Regions from separate parts of the Gossypium arboreum genome. Here region 1 is linked to region 2. Evidence: chromatin contacts called from public Hi-C data. All regions are on one chromosome and are shown on one strand. Each heading gives the region's core, a stretch centred on a gene start, on an enhancer-like site or on the middle of the called end of the contact. The rest is flanking DNA. Distances are from core to core; before and after follow the strand shown.

Region 1 (5,506 bases), core at 1,168-3,667, 170 kb before region 2:
TGAATTATTAACTATGCCATAAAATATTCGTGCTAAAATTTTGTATTGGTATCAATTTCACATTTTATATTTAAAATAACTTTTATTAAAAAATCACATTTTTACATTTAATATATTCTTTTATTCCAAAATACATAGTGACAAGAATCTAAAGATAATTGAAACAACTAAGCAAGCAAAGAAGTTAAGCCGTATATAAAAGATTAATAAATAAATTATGAGGTGATGAAAGTTAATAAAAAAAATTTGATTAAGTGGATAAATTTTATTATGATAGGTGACAGTGGGCACAAGGACCTAAAATTATTTTTTAAAATTTAACTCAAACAAATATATTCGATTCGATTCGAATTCCATTTCACTCGACTCGATTCGAGAAAATTTCAAATCAAATTAGATTAAATATGATTCGTCAACTCGATTAACTCGAAATTTTTTCATTCGATTCGATCGAACGCTCACCCCTAAACAAAAGAGTGCACACACAAAGAGTATCATGTTATTCTCCCAACTTATTTCAATATAATGCTTCAAACAGACGAATATATTTTTCTTATCAAAAAGCTAGGTCAGCAAATTAAGTTTTTTTGCAAAAACAAAACTAATTGTTCAAAACTTACCAACATGAGAAGGAAGAACAGTAATATGGGGATGTGAATGGTACCACCCAATAACTCGTGTTGTTCTGCCAGTCGATGCAGTCATTCTGTACCTTGAAGTTAATTTCAAAACAAAGCTAAGAATCTTGAACATGTCACTAAATCAGAACACACAAAAGATATTTATGGTAAAAGTTATACTAGCTCTACACTTTTATGCCAATGACATTTGGTGTAAGTTGCAGAAATTAACAAATTCAAGTTAGCTCTAAAAATGGCTTTTGGTGAAAGCAGCTAAGCAGAAAAAATTATCATTTCACATTAAACACAGTGCAAGCACATTTAGAAAACTAAAGCTTTAGATAATTAGGCAAATTACTAACGAACACGATAAACTAGTCTCTTCTAGACACTTATCATGATTTACAAGATTTAAATCATCACTAGGAATCACTGGAAAGGCCAACACTAGTGACCAGCGAACTAATTTTCTTTTATACTGTAATGAACACAAAATCAAACGCCAATTCATTAACAACAAAGAAAAAATGCACAAAGATTTAAGGATATATCAGCTTGAGCTGATGCAGCTGCCAACTGTTCAGGATTTGTCTCAACTCGGTCCTTCCGCCGATCAGATCGTGATTGTGGTGACGCTCCCCATATCAATGCAGTGACATTTCCATCTTTTGAGTACTGGAATTTGCAAGAGGTGAACAAAGGAACATAAACTGAATCATAAAATCCAGAAAATAGAATGACAAAAGTGCAAGACAAACCAATCATATTACAGAGCAATACTCTTTGTCGTATGAAACCAAAGTTTAAAAAGATCAGACTTATCATCAGTTATGTTACGTATAAAGAGGTTCAAGTTCCTAGGACCGTGTTTCAGTAAAAATGGCTTATTGAATGCAACAATCCACAAAGTCAAAATGAACCAAAGGTAGATACACTTCCAACATTGCTTTTTAGAAATACATAACAAGAACTACATCTGCTAATGTATAAAATTAATGCAATAAAGGGGATTTCCACATCAAAATCAGGAAAGAGTAAGGTGTGAATTTCTTCAGTTTATTTGCATTATCCAAACTGAACAAGAAATTGGTAAAACTCAGTCCCTTAAACAAAAAAAAAATTTAAGATATATAATCTACTGCTTACTATAAGCACACACATTCAGAAGGAAAAAATCAAAGACTAAAACTTGACTTCAACAATAACCCAAAGCATATAAATAAAACTTGGAAAAATTAGATCAATTTTTTACTTAAAATACAAGAACCCATTTCAGCTAAAAATTAAAACGAAAAACCCAAAGAATTTTGACATTAGTCCCCCTTTTAACATCAGGCGCCATATAAATTACATTAAAAATTTTTGAAAAGAAAAAAAGATTGATTTTGAGACAAGGATTTTATGCAAACATATATAGGAGGAGGGAAAAAAAGACAAACCTCAATATCACCGAGAAGAAGACCCATGATCTCTTCAGTTTCAGTGGACAATGCATGTGTAAGACAAGTTAACCAAACATCCTCAGACATTTTCACACATGTTAAAGACATTCTCTAAATTAATAATTTTTCTTTTCTTCAAACAACTTTCTTTCTTTCTTTCTCTGTTCTTGTCTTTTTAAGATTCAAGATCTTTAGAGAAGGGTTTCTTTTCTTTTGGGGTGGGCGATAGATCTTGATGGACAGGAATGTACGAACAGAGGGATACGCCACAATCAATTCTAATTTATTTTTTTGTAACCATAAAATCTAGACCGTTTATTTCTGATACATCAACAGAAAAATCCATTTCCTACCACCCACCATTGTTTTCTCAACTATTTTGTTCACTTTTGATTATGCTATTTACATTTTTTTACATTATTTACAAAATTAATTTATAACTTATTTTCTCTTGATGGCTTTGATTATTTTTATTCATAATCCATTTAGTATAACACTAAATTTTGTACCTTCAAAAAAAAAAACTAGATTTTAGATGATTGAGAGGACTAATTTATCAATAAATGGCAAATAAAAATAATAGATTTTAATAAAAATTATAAAAATAGGCCATTTTTTAGATAGTGCTTCTAACTGGAAGTATTTTCAGCGTGTTGCCTAGAAAACAATTCCAACTAGAAGTACTTTTCCCCTAACAGTAAAAAATAATGGCTATTTTTCCAATGACTATTTAATTAGCCGTTGGACACCTACCCAAACGGTCAAATTTATTTTCTTATAAACCTAGCATTCTATTTTTTTCCAATTCAATCTCAACTCTCTCTCAGATTCTCAATTGTCTCTCAAATTCCTCTCAATACCCATTTAAATTCACTATTTTTTTTTTGCTCTCTCAATTTTATTTCTTTTTTATTTAAGTTATCTTAACATTTTCTTAAATTATTTTTCTAACACAAATTTTTGGGTTTTTTTTAAAATTATCAATGGCAAATTCAAATTCTCTAATCCGTCATTATAATAACCACATTTTTGTCAATCAATTGCATATGGTAAGAATATTTCTTATTATATTTTAATGTTGTATAATTTTTATATTTTTATTATATTTTAATTTAATATTTTGTATTTTTTTTCTTGAATAGGCGGAAGATCGAATTTTGCAATCCAACATTCGTAATCTACCCGCTCCTCCATCACCTTTAAGAGAAGTAAGTTTTTCGCACGTGGCCCTTGTAGGTAGGGATGTAAGTTAGACCGAAACTCGTAAGCGCGTTGGAGGAAAGGTGGAGACGCACACTTTCTATGTTTCATGCGGCGAGTGTACCATCACTCTAAAAGATATGCAGTTACAGCTCGAGTTACCAGTGGATGGGTCCGTATTGACTGAGACTGTTCATACCGATTGGAAAGCGGTATGCGACAAACTTTTGGGGTTGGTTCTGGAAACACTTTTTGAAGGTTGGATAGAAATGACTTAGTTAAGAAGAAATTTTGATGAGCTCGATGAGGATTCGACTGAAGTCAAAAGAGAACAACATGCTCGGGCTTACATCCTTATGATTATCGAGGGTATCCTAATGCCAGATACATCACAAAATCTCGTCTATTTAAGGTGGTTGCTGAAACTCGTCAACTTTAAAGAAGCAGGTGAACTCAATTAGGGGTTCGTCGTGTTGGCAACCTTGTACTGGAGATGTGTTAGGCAACACAACCATGAAAAATTAAAATTGGTGGTTGCATGCTACTACTACAGTCATGGGCGTAGTATCAACTGCCATTTTACATTCTGAAGCAAACTACCCTTACACGTTTCCTTTCGTAACAAGGTAAAATTCATTAGATAAATTATTTACCGTAATAAAATAATTTAAAGTTTGAATTATTTTGTTAACAAATTATTTCAATAGGTGGAATCATGGGCTGAGTTACGCGAAACTACTGAAAGAGTTGCGAGATCTACGACTTCTATTAGACCAACAATCTGAAGCGGAGGTAAGTATTTTTTTTAAATTTGAAATTATATAATATTCATGTATTTAATTTGAGATTTAATAGTATATATATATAATTAGTTTTTTATAATTTTAATATAATTTGTATGGACACCATACGAGGTTCAGTGATCGTGAATGCATCTCGTTCGAATTCCTAGTGAATCCCGTCGGACGAGATGCATTCCTGAATCGCTGGACCCTCGTATGGTGTCCATACAAATTATATTAAAATTATAAAAAACTAGTTATATATATATACTATTCATCGTCAGAGATGCATGAGTCAAATTGGGTGTTGCAGCAATTTGGGTTCAGGCAATCGATTCTAATGGTACCTTAGGACCTCAATGATCTACATCCTATTGACTTGCAAATGAGGCCAGATGAGGATTAGATTAGATTCCACGCCGAATATATTAACATATGGAACAATCATTATAAGTTTTTACCTCCTCGTAAGGCCATTGTCGCTCCGGAGTTAGTTTGTGATTCGGAGTACATGCTTTGGTTTAGGCTTCTTGGCAAGCCATACTTGTTGAGTGAAGAAGATAGGGTGGGCAATCACATACGAGGAGGCCACGATGGCCACCGATATATCCAAGGTCTTGCGACGAGGGCCCGTCGTCTGCACCTACTTCAGAGTCGACACCGACACCGATGCCCACACTACCCCTTAGTTAGTATGTGTCATCCTATTTTGGTGCGTATGTGAACCCTATCATTTTTACACATACACCATATATTCCACCATACTTTTCTTCTTCTACTTCGATGCTAGGTTTTATTTTCGAACCTCTGTCCCCAGTATATTACACGTAGATGCCATCGACATTTTCGATGTATAGGTCGTCCATGTTTTTACCACCAACCGAGAGTCCAGTTGTTATGCCACCAGTGTACGGAACACAATATAGTTATACCCCTAAGCCAATGGTGGCGCAAACACCTCCAGAAGCATTGTTCTATCAAGTGGATCATCTTTTCAACCACCTATTCCTAGACCGAAGTATGCACAATGATAACTGAGAAGCAACCGGTCGCAATCAACTACGAACAAATATGAAGAAGAGTAGAGGCTTGTACCAAAAACATGTGTCAGAAGTTCAACCAATAAGGAATTCAGCTCACAATCGTCGACCTGTTGGAAAAACGGATTTGGAAAATACAGCGAAAAATAAATTTAGGGAAAAACCAGAGTTTTAAAATTTTTTCCAAAACAAGATCTTGGTTCTGATATCTAAAGTATAACACTTAATCAAAATTGTACATTTTCGATTTGTCTAAGATGAGCGCTTCGACCAAGTAATCTTCTTCGTTATTCTTAAGCTCACATCTGCAAAATATGGGCTCGATTCGAATAAAAAATTCACAAAAATTACCAGTGGGGTAATTTTGTAATTTCTCTAAAATTTTGGGTCAAGTTGTAAATCAGAAAAATATCTCTAGAAAT
Region 2 (5,031 bases), core at 898-3,397:
TAGTGGAAGAATCAATTGAAAATTGGGTTATTGAATTTGGAGCCACTAATCATATATGTGTTTCTTTACAGCGGTTCAACAAAACGAGAAGTCTGTGTGACAGGAGCCTCTCGTTGTAGACCGAATATGGGAGCTATGTTTCAGCCGAAGTAGTGGGAGAAGTTATTTTACATTTTGATGATTTTAGGAAAATTGTTTTAAAGAACATATAATATGTACCTCATTTTAAGAGGAATTTAATTTTTATAGCATGTTTATTTTATGACAGTTATACCGTGACATTCAATAAATGGATTACTATTCATAAAAATCGTTCTTTAATCTATAATGGATGGATAGATGGAAAACAATCTCTACTTTATCAAACCAAATAACTACTCGATACTTCAAACTGAAATAGTGAATAAAAAACTTAAAACTTCTCGCTCTAATTAGGGGTACCTATAGCACTTAAGACTTGGTCATAACCAAAAAAGAATCACTAGACTCGTGAAAGATGGTCCTTTAAGTATGCTTAAAGAAGTTAGTCTTCTACAATATGAATCTTGTTTAAAAGGTTGACTAAGATGTATTTTAATGCGAAAGGTACAAGGGCCAATCAACCTTTAAAACTTGTATACACTGATGTATGTGGTCCCAAGAGCATCAGTGCCCGAGGAAGTTATGATTATTACGTGACTTTCATCGACGACTTTGAGAGATTGTTATTCTACCGAAAAATAGAGAGAATTTATTCTCAACTATTACATATATTTTTTCGGAATAACAATTCTACCGGTTTTTATTAAAAAGAAAGAATTTTCATTTTCACCCCAAAAAGAGAGAAAACTTTTTCTAGTTTTGTGTTTCGATTCAATTGGTTCGGACTCACACTCGAAGCAGTTCATAGTACGAGAATAGCGGAGAAGATTGTTTGGTTGAAAGTTAGGAACAACGAATGTCCGCTAAGTTGAAAACACAGGTACGAATTCGGTTAATGTTTATTGCTATAAATATCACAAACCTGGTTGATTTTCAAAATTTTAATTTTCCGCTGTGCAAGAAAATCATTTTCAAACCAGGATTAAAAAGAGAGAACTTTCGTTTTCACCCCAAATGGAGAGAAAACTTTTTCTAGTTTTGTGTTTCAATTTAATTGGTTCAAACCCACACTTGAAGCAGTTTGTGGTACGAGAATAGCGGAGAAGATCGTTTGGTTGAAAATAGAGAACAATGAACTTTTGCTAAGTCAAAAACTGATGTATGAATTTGGTTAAGGTTTATTGCTATAAATATCACCAATTGGGTTGATTTTCAAAATTTTAATTTTCTGTTGTGTAAGAAAACCATTTTCAAACTGAGATTTTTTCAACATAGGTTCGATTTGAACCTAAGTTTTTAATTGGAAGTATTCAATTTTTTCTTTTATTGTTCGTTCACAAACATCAAGATTCGTGAACGATTACAAGACCACGCCAATTCTATCACATTCAATTCAATCGATTGAGCAATTTCTTATATTTCTCTCATTTAATTTATTTGTGTTCTTTTGCATATTTAAATTAAATATAAGAGTTATGGAGTCTAGATCCTTGAGAGGATAAGTCTCTAGGAAGATTGACAAGTGAGTGTGGGAGTAGTTAACGGAAGAATATGAATTCCCCGAAGGAATTAACTAGTTTTAAATTATGTATGTTTAAACCCTAGGATTGGCGACCCTAGAGAGTCATCTAGGTTAAACGGGTCGGGAGATAAGTTGGTTGAGTAAATCGTGATTTATCCCGACGAGGAAAATGAAGTAGGGAGATAAGCAAGTACCTATCGATTAGTTAATTAGTAGAGGCTGGGAAATAATACTAGTTGATTAGTAGTTAATTCCATTAAAACACAAATTTTGATGTTAACTGCAACCACTGAAACGAGTTAATCATCAGCCTGTTAATCTAATTTAGTTGTTGTTTTATTTTTTTATTATTTAATTTAGTTGAATTTAGTATATGAGCCAAATTATAAATTTAATTAATTATTCAATTACGCCACTATCCTGCTTACTATAAATTGTATGAACAAATAAGACGTATATTCTTCCTTGGGAGGCTTTGCTGTAATGTTTTTCTTTGAATAAATATCTCTCTTTCATTAAAATAAAATACATTAGTTGTGCCATAATATAGTTGACCGGTAAGTTGACTCACATACCTAATTACAATATTACCGCTTTGCGGACTAAGGTCTAATTTGGGCCATTACATAAGGCCGCCGCTGAGATGACAGTGCGCGAAAGATGGGACTTCTTCTGTTTAACAACGCTCCTACTTGCTCCATCTCCACTCAATTTTTTCCATCAAAATCTACTCATGTTACCGCCAATTCTTTCCCTTCCTTTTCTCACTTTCACGTTAGCTTCTCTTCATCAGGTAAGTAGATTTCATTTCCCTTCTTTCTTCGCAATCCTTTCTTGATTCTTTTGTAATTTTTTCGTTTTTGGACTGAGACTCCCCGTATCCGATGGTCAGATCGAGCTGGGTCGGATCCTAATTGGGAAAGCTTTCCTGGCCCTTATTTTCTTTTCATTTGGCGCTTCTCTTTTTTTTTTTCAGGGCAAAAAGTAGGTTTGAGAAGAAGGGCCAGAGTCCGTACTTATGGGATCAAGTGTTCGGCAAAAGTTGATTATGTAAAAGTACATTGAATATTATGTCTCTATGTATATCCACTGCAGTATTTTTGTTGAAATTGGTAGGTTTTGGTTTTCACCCAGGGTTCTGCAGTTGTGAATGAAAAAAGCGTTTCAGTCATTCTTTTAGCTGGAGGCAAAGGCAAAAGAATGGGTGTGAGTATTTATTCTTATTCATTCAATTGTGTTTGCCATCATTTATCGAGTTCGTTTTTATACATCATCAATGGTGGTTTTAAATCACTTGAGCATCAATCTCTCTGTGTGGGTGTGTTGAAATGGCCCGTAAAGTTTTAAGGCCTTTTAAAAAAAAATAAAAAAATCTGATGGCTTTCCTTTAAATTACACATCCTTTGTTATTGGTGGTTCTTTTATATTTTCTAGATTATAGTTTTCTTTTGTTTGTCTAAATAGGCAAGCATGCCAAAGCAGTACCTACCACTTTTAGGACAACCAATTGCTTTGTATAGGTAAATAAGAACAGCTTCTATCAACTTATTCCTTTTATTCATCAACTTGATGCAAGCTTATATTTGGAATCTATAAATCTAGAGTACCATTTTAGATGTAAGGATTGTTGAATAATGTTTGGAAAATGTACAGTGTATATTGAGTTGTTTAGGCTCCATGTTGTTTAACACCACATGGAGTCTTTCACTTTTGTGGTCATTGGGTTATAACAGGTTAGTTGTAAATGTTGTCTTTGTCTATCTGTTCCTTATGATGGTAACTGTTTTCCTCAAATGTGATTTTTATTTGGCAGTTTACATACTTTCTCACGAATGATTGAAGTGAAAGAAATTGTTGTGGTCTGTGATCCATCGTACAAGGACATCTTCGAAGGTCTCTCTCTCTCTTTCACACACACACGATATATATGTATACAACAACATGCATATGCATGCACATACATGCATTTTGTTGGTTGACTGTGTTTGGGCAATCACTCCCACCACTGAAATGGGTATGGATGTTCTGTGCTTGTGGTTAACTCCCTTGAGAAGTGTTTCATTGTTTGGTTTCCTAGATAGATCTTTGATTCCAGTTCTTCAGGAGATACTTCTTGTAATATGATGATATTTGTTGCAGAAGCCATAGACAAAATTAATGTAGACCTTAAGTTCACGCTTCCTGGGAAGGAGAGACAGGATTCTGTTTACAGTGGCCTTCAGGTATCAGCAAAATGCTTTGATATTAAGAGTAGAACTAAAGAACACTGTTAGTTTGAGTATACATACTGTTGAGTTGTCTTTGCTGCAATCTTTTGTTTCCTCATTTTGATACTTGTGCACTATGATATTTAACTAGTCTTTGGTGTAGCTTCCAAAGCTAAGTCATTATTCTTTATTAAGAAAAGCTCACTTTAGATCTTGGAAATTCTACTGAAAAGCAAGTTATTCTTCATATAATATTTCCTTTCTTATTTTTCTGCATTTCTTTGTGCCTCCTAGACTGGAATAAGTTACCCTTCCTTTCACACTTCCCATTTTTATTATCTGCATTTGTTTGTGGCATCATCTTCGACCTTTTGTCAATAGTGGATGTCTGCCTTATAGAATGAAATTTGTTCCACGTCTTATAAAGGGACCCAATTATGGTCCGGCAGTACCAGCATCCAATAATTCTGATCTCAATGTAATCTTACTTTCTGAAATTTTCTTGCTGAGGTTTGTTTCACACAATTTAATCTAAAACATAAACACCTAGAAAATTTATGTTCTCAATCCCACAGGAATGATATCATAATATCTGTACAAAGATAAGAGTTGCATATAGCTTTGGCCCTTTCCTCGACATTTCTGACATTAGAATTTAGTTATATTCCTCCAATTATAGTTCCCTCCCAAAGTATGTATTTAAAATACTAACCCCTTGAATATAGTACTAAACAATCTCACTCTATAAATTGCCAACTCAAAAAGTTATATTCTATCTCTTCCTTTGTCATAGTACTTTCTTTTCTATTGATTAGTTACCCAATTTTTTAACTTGTATGTGGACAGTTTGCCCTTTTTCTGGTCCTCCATGTCAAGGCATAATAGTGTGAGATAACTTAAGTTATAACTTAAGTTACCCTTTAACACTTCCCATTTTTATTATCTGTATTTGTTTGTTGCATCATCTTTGACCTTTTTTCAGTAGTGGATGTCTGCCTTATAGAATGAAATTTGTTCCACGTCTTATAAAGGGACCCAATTATGGTCCAGCAGTACCGGCATCCAATAATTCTGATCTCAATGAAATTCTCCTTTCTGAAATTTTCTTGCTGAGTTTTGTTTCACACAAATTACTCTAAAACATAAACATCTAGAAAATTTATGTTCTTGATTCCACAGGAATGTTATCATAATCTCTCTACAAAGGTAGAATTGCATATA

The links. Hi-C and Micro-C count contacts between places; a contact is called where the count stands out from the background.
Region 1: a contact with region 2 is called in a Hi-C map of leaf, with 2.5 times the contacts expected there. The contact joins the promoter of LOC108465374 here to the promoter of LOC108458777 in region 2. A contact is called at or near these places in 2 of 5 Hi-C or Micro-C datasets (both in leaf).

The regions. Positions count from the first base shown.
Region 1 is chr6:78,438,120-78,443,625 of ASM2569848v2, reverse strand. LOC108465374 reads right to left here and starts at 2,417. Exons shown (of 11, transcript XM_017765708.2): 1 at 2,060-2,417; 2 at 1,170-1,295; 3 at 621-708. The coding sequence starts at 2,170.
Region 2 is chr6:78,266,815-78,271,845 of ASM2569848v2, reverse strand. It overlaps LOC108458777 (2-C-methyl-D-erythritol 4-phosphate cytidylyltransferase, chloroplastic), which reads left to right and starts at 2,147. Exons shown (of 13, transcript XM_017758181.2): 1 at 2,147-2,396; 2 at 2,580-2,659; 3 at 2,738-2,809; 4 at 3,068-3,123; 5 at 3,417-3,496; 6 at 3,743-3,825. The coding sequence starts at 2,264.